Linked DNA regions of Mus musculus: region 1 is linked to region 2. Evidence: chromatin contacts called from public promoter capture Hi-C data. All regions are on one chromosome and are shown on one strand. Each heading gives the region's core, a stretch centred on a gene start, on an enhancer-like site or on the middle of the called end of the contact. The rest is flanking DNA. Distances are from core to core; before and after follow the strand shown.

What was found. Promoter capture Hi-C pulls out the DNA fragments that hold promoters and counts their contacts.
Region 1: a contact with region 2 is called in a promoter capture Hi-C map of pre-B cells, with 5 times the contacts expected there. The contact joins the promoter of Abcg3 here to the promoter of Hsd17b13 in region 2. A contact is called at or near these places in 2 of 39 promoter capture datasets (pre-B cells and stem cell-derived epiblast-like cells) and 1 of 115 datasets of contacts at active chromatin or transcription factors (large pre-B cells).

What each region holds. Positions count from the first base shown.
Region 1 is chr5:104,981,354-104,984,455 of GRCm38.p6, forward strand. Abcg3 (ATP binding cassette subfamily G member 3) reads right to left here and starts at 1,364. Exons shown (of 16, transcript NM_030239.2): 1 at 1,196-1,364.
Region 2 is chr5:103,975,715-103,979,082 of GRCm38.p6, forward strand. It overlaps Hsd17b13 (hydroxysteroid (17-beta) dehydrogenase 13), which reads right to left and starts at 1,674. Exons shown (of 7, transcript NM_001163486.1): 1 at 1,392-1,674. The coding sequence starts at 1,601.

The DNA of each region.
Region 1 (3,102 bases), core at 114-2,613, 1.0 Mb after region 2:
GTAAGGAAAATGACAGCCACAGTTTACCCTGGCATGAGTGCTGCTGCTGGCATCATGGGATGGTTCGTAGCATAGTCTTCCTTTGAGTCTCTTCTACATCCCAAATTAACACATGCAAGAACGTTCCCTCAAAGGCAAACTGGCAAAAGCCTCTCTGAAAAGCAATGCGCTTCCCTTATTGTTCTTGAGCTGTGGGGCTGAGCAACCCCTTCTTGTTATGGTCACAGGAAAGCAACTTAAGGGGCCAGAGATATGGCTCGGCAATTAAGAGCACATACTCTTCCTATTCTGAGCGCCTGCATAATGCAGGGAGGGACTTACAACACCTACAACGCCAGATCCAGAGGCTTCAGGGCCCTCACAGGCCTCTGTGGGCTCCAGACATGCAAGCAGAGCACCTGCATACATGTAACAAACAAACAAAACAAAACAAAAACAAATCAATCATCTAAAAATGCAACTTTCACCTTGGAGGGTCCCTCAGTGCACTGGGCCCCTTCTGATCTCTCCATGTCCATGGCTTCTGGAAGCCCTCCATTCTAGTTTGCATTTTATTTCTGCTTATGATATTTCTTCTCTTCTCAAATGCTACACGGATGCTCAACCACGGTACATGCAAAAATACGTTCTGCATGTGTTTGTGTCTTAGTGCACATTGATGCAAGAGAACACACTAAGTTGGCGAGGCACATGTTAACACCCTAAGGAGTGACCACACTTCTAGTATTAGGGAAGAAAATAAAACAGATTATAGATACACAATCCACTAAAAGGTTTGCAGTCTAATAATTCTGGTCTTTAACTTTTCTGTCTGTTGAAACCTTTTCTGAACTATCTGAGGAAGAGTCGCAAGAAGTTGGTAAATATCTGTATATCGAATTAGAGATTGCCTGACAAATTTCATATCATGGGATAAAGAAAAAATTATAAACTGCCCAGCTCCCTTAAAGTAACGGTGTTAACAAATATCTCATGCACTTCTGGTATCTCTGCTACCAGTAAAACTTTTACCTGCCCAACACCAACTGTGTTTGCCTTCATACATTTGGCAATCAAAAGTTGTACACTGCTAACCCACCCAAACAGAGACCCTCTATGAACCAAGTTGCTTTGCATTTCACAGTTGCAAATGAAGCTGCAGTGGGTTTCCCAGCCCTCTCTTGCACTCTTCTGCATCCTGCTCACCCACACTCACCACTGTGAGATAATGCAGGGGCTCAGGTTGCTACTTGCACAGGAAGATTTGCAGCTCGGGTCTTTGGAAGGTGCAAGAGGCTCTGGCTTCTGCTCTGCAGAGCTCTTGGAGCCTCTGTGGTCGTGGTCAGGAGCAGGGAACCCGAAGAGAGCAGAGGAAGTAGCAGGCAGTGGGGCGGAAGGGAGGGTGGGGCGCGACATGGGGAAGATGCAATCAGGGGAGCCCTGGGGCTGGGGCCCCCTTTGGGACAGGTGCGGGGCCAAGCCATGGGGAAAGGGGCAGGGGCGAGTCCTGGTGCAGGGGCGGGAAGGGGGGAGTCTCTGTGGGGCGTGGTTGGAGTGGCGTCTTGGGGTGAGGGCTCACCTAGGGGTTCAGCCAGATCCGGAAACCTGGGCAAACTTTTTGCCCTAATTCAGGCTCACATTGGACTCTGAGAAGCCAGCATCCAGGAAAAGACAAAGCGAAAGTAACAGTTTCTGTGGTGTGTTTTGAATTTTTTTTGTTTTTTGTTTTTGAATTTTGTTTTGTTTTGTTTAACAAATGGGATAAAATAAACAGGAGATGAATATATGCTTATCACAGAACAGGACAAACAATGGGTCAGGACGACAAAGGATATGTTTTGTTAAGTGCCCATGCTTTTAATATAATTTGATTTATAGCTTCTTTTTATAACTGAAGAGACCAATTAAGAAATAATTCAGTGTTTACGATTGTAATCCCTATAATCGAGAGGCTGGGACAGGAGGTTGGGAGTTTGTGTGCCAGGCCTAAACATCGAACTCTATCTGAAAAAGAGCAAGAAGAGGGCACAGTGATTAAGTATGGACTGTTTACTTGGGTCAGACTGCTCTGTGTGTGTGTGTGCGTGTGCGTGTGCGTGTATAGCATTGGACGAACCTTAAGCCAATGTTGAAGTCATCCAAGTAAAATTTCAGTACTCAAGACGTTTTTAACATTCAAGCATGGATTAAGAAGGGACATTAAGTCGGCGCCCGACTCCCAGCCCCACCCTACCCCGCCCGGTTCTACAGTTTTAGCTTCTAGATGTGGCCACCTGTCCTGAAATGAAGGAGATGGTTGTACCTCAAACCTGACTAAAATCTCTCTTGTAAGTCTGTGTATGACTTCCACACCCGGTGCCTGCGGAGGCCAGAGAGATCTCTAGATCCCCGGGAACTAGAGTTACGAATGGCTGTGACCGCCCATGTCCCAGATCCTCAGGAAAGAACAGCAAGTGCTCTATACCATGGAGCCATCTCTCCAGCCATGGCTGAGAGCTTTGAGACTCAATTACAAGCCTACATTTTCTGGTTTGGTAGGAAGACAGTATCATTAAGTGAATCCTCTCGCTTTCTGGGAATAACTACTAAATGGAAGTTTGCCGGTTGTGACGGTGAGGTACTAAGGATCTGTGTGGTGTACGTGTGTGATGTAGGTGTGTACACATGCTGGAACATGTCTTTTCTGGTCTTGTCTATTTGGTGTTCTGTGTGCTTCTTGTGCCTTCTCTTAGTCTTAGGGAAGCTTTTGCCTATGATCCTGTTAGTCTGTTCTATTCCTCTGACTTGGGCTTCTTCTCCCTTACCTGGGCCTGTAATCGAAAGGCTCATTTTGTCTATGTTGTCCCACATTTCCTGGGTGTTCCTTTCCCGTGTTATTTTCTTCTCCATATTCCTTGATTATTTGCTCTAGATCTCTGCTTTAACTTTGAGTTCTGATTTTCTTTTTTCTTTCCTTTTTGTTTTTGTTTTTGCTTTTCGAGACAGGGTTTCTCTGTATAGCCCTGGCTGTCCTGGAACTCACTTTGTAGACCAGACTGGCCTCGAACTCAGAAATCCGCCTGCCTCTGCATCCTGAGTGCTGGGATTAAAGGCCTGTGCCACCATGCCCAGCTGAGTCGAGAT
Region 2 (3,368 bases), core at 424-2,923:
TGCTCAAAAGGAACCAAAGCAGATTTAGCTCCTTATGTTCAAGAGCGTTCTGAAGGCTGGGAAAAGTGGTGTTAACTGCAGATGGCAAAAACGTAACAGAGGGTTACCTGAAGCCGAGCAAAACCCCAAGGAAAGCTTTGGAAACTCTGCTTCTCAACAAACAAACAAACAAACAAACAAACAAACACCAAAACCCCAGTCTCTCTAGTCTGAGCCACTGTATCCGGTACATGACAGCAGCGGTTTGTGGTTTCCTTGTAGTGCTGAGGCTCACACCCAGCCACAACTGGATCTAATATCTAGTTTGTATATTCTAGATAATTGTTGTACCGCTGGGCTACATCCCCAGTCCAGTTCTTCAAAGATTACAATCCCAGAGACAGTTTGTTGTGGCACATCTTTTTCACGACCTTTTGGGAATGTGCATGTTTAGGAGAAAGTGACACAGGACGTCAACACTTTCAGACTTAAGGTAGTTAAGAGCATTTATAAATAAACAGAGATCAACAACCTCTTAAATGTACTAGTGAAAGCCAGGCACTGGTGTAGACATTTCCATATGTGATGCTGCGTGCACCAGGCCATGCTAAGCACTTAAGTATTATTCTTTACCCTTCTTGCTCAGGACCCGGCAAGTATTTTTTCTTCTTCTGCAAAAGGTCAGATGTAAGTATTTTAGGATTGCTGGAGTGTGAGTGGAAGTACCATGGGTTTCTGCTGTTAGTTCTTCATGTGGTTTTGTTTGTTTGTTTTGAGAATCAATCCCTCAAATGTGTAAAAACCTGAGCGGTTGCTCGGTGATAGAGTGCTTGCCTGGCACGTGCTAAGGTACTGTGGCTCAGTGGTAGGTACTAAGACCCAGCTTCAGTCTATCACAGAAAGGAACAAATGAATAACAGAATAAATGAAAATCTAAAAGTATAAAAGTCACCCCTAGCTGTAATAAACTGCATATTGGCCAATTTGGTTGCTGGCAATCATTACCTGTAGATTTTGTCTCCCTCTGAGATTTTATCCCAATGGTAGAGTTTTTTGTTTGTTTTTTGTTTTTTAAATTTGAAGTTGAGGTAAGTTATGTGGCTTGCCTAATTTCAGCAGCTGGGAAGCTCTCTGGCTCCTGCGTCTCTTGTTATCAAGTTGTACACCACAGTAGAACCAACCAACCAACCAACCAACCAGTCAAACAAAATGAAACCCCCCAGGCTTAGTTCTCCAGCTCGTTGGTTCCATCTTGTTCACCTGTCGCAGGGATCCAGAAAGGACCCAGGAGTTTATTAAAACTTTGAAAAAGGAAAACACAGAGAAAAGCCAGCACTAAGTTACGTCTCTAGAGAAACATATGCCTTGTTATTTTGTGACTTTAAAAGATTGTTAGAAACACCTATTATTACCTTATTGATATCCCATAGAACCAGTCTGCTTTTCTGCTTTGCAAATTCATATGCAGTCAGCCTGCCTATTCCGTGTCCGGCCCCCGTGATGAGAACGGTCTGCCCGGTCACAGATTTCCTTCTCCGGGGAATGAAGAACTTTACCAGTGACTCCAGGTAGGAGTAGATGATGACGCCCACCAGAAGGAGAAATTCCAGGATGAGGTTCATGGCTCTGTTCTCACAACAGACACCTCTGCTCAGAGCTCCACAGAGAGCCCTGTCAGGTATTATGGGCTGCTGCAGAAGAGGCAGACTTTGACTGTGTCCCCTGACGAATCAGATACACCTTTGGTTTTTGAAATGATGCCAGTCTCTAACACAAGCGCAGCATAGGTCAGGGAACCCAGTGGGATGTGCCCTTTGGACCTGGTTATCTGAAAAGCAGTTATGCACCATGTTTCGACATGAAACTTCACCTCTCAAAGCTATTCTGGAAGTATTGCATCAGCTAATGGTCTGTTATCATTTGAATGTGTGTGTGTGTGTGTGTGTGCATGCACGAACACAAGCAAGCACATGTGTGCATTCATGTTAAATCAGGGTTGGGGGAATTAGAAATAGAAACATTATATTAAAGAAACTTTAAGGGATTAGTGACATGGCTTAGCAGTCAAAGTGCTTGCCATGCAAGCCTTTTACCTGAATATGATCCCCAAATCCATAGTGGAAGGAGATAGCCAACTCTACACACACATACACACAGAGAGGGAGACACACACACATAGACACACACTCATGTACACACACAGACACAGACACACTTACATACAGATGCACACATACAAACATACATGCATAGATACATACACACACATACACACACGCATAGACACATATACATGACACATATACATGTACACACACAGACACACACATGCACACACATACACAAATGCACACACTCACATACACACAGACACACATGCACACACACACACATGCATATAAAGTAAAAATGAGGAAGCTAAAATATGGGTCAACAAAGCTTAGCTGTTGAACGCATGCATTCACAGTTATGATCTTCCTCTGAAACCCCTGAGGTGGAGGAGAATGTAGGTTATAGGAAACAGCCAGTTCTCGCCATAACACTGGGAAAATCACCAGACCAGATATCATACACGTCAACTTAAAAGTGCTGCCACTGTCTCAGCCTGGGCGGTGGTGACAAATACTGTGGGCTAGGTGGCTTATTACACAGTCCTAGTGTCTGTGTAACCTAAGCTGTATGTGTGTCAAGTGGGAACTGGCATCTTGGTTTGCAGACAGCTGTCATTTCATGGCCACTGCACCCCAAAGAATGAGGAGGAACTTCTCTGTGGTCAACTTTATAAAAACCATAGACAGCCATCGTGACGTAATCACCTCCCAAAGTTCCAACATTCTATATTAATAGGAGCTAGATTCCAGCATAAGAAATTAAGGGGACACATTCTGGATAGAGTAACTTCTAATAGTGGAAAAGGAGAGATCACCCTTGTCCATCAATGGATGGGTAAAATATCAGACATACATACGATGGGATAGTATTCTTCCTTTAAAGAAAGAAATTCAGATACATGCTACAACATGGTGATCCTCAGTTATAATATGCAAAAGGAAATAAGCCAGACACAAAACCTCCCACGTTCTGAATCTGTTTGTATGAGGCACCTAAGACAGTGAGAGGCCAAACCTACTCCATCTTAGGACCAACCTCCATCTTAAAGGAAAAACCAAAAGCCTGACAACTTGACCTGCAGCAGAACCCAAGCTGGACCCATGTACCAGGATGGACTCCACGGCTTGTTCTTGGCCAGAGTTACTCCTAGATACTTCCTAGCAACAGTTAATCAAATATCAGTCAGATTGTTTCAGATGTACTTTCAGACCATTTGTGACTGTATACAGTTTTGCTTCAGAGCACCCACCTGTCGGTCTACAATAGACATTCAGTTA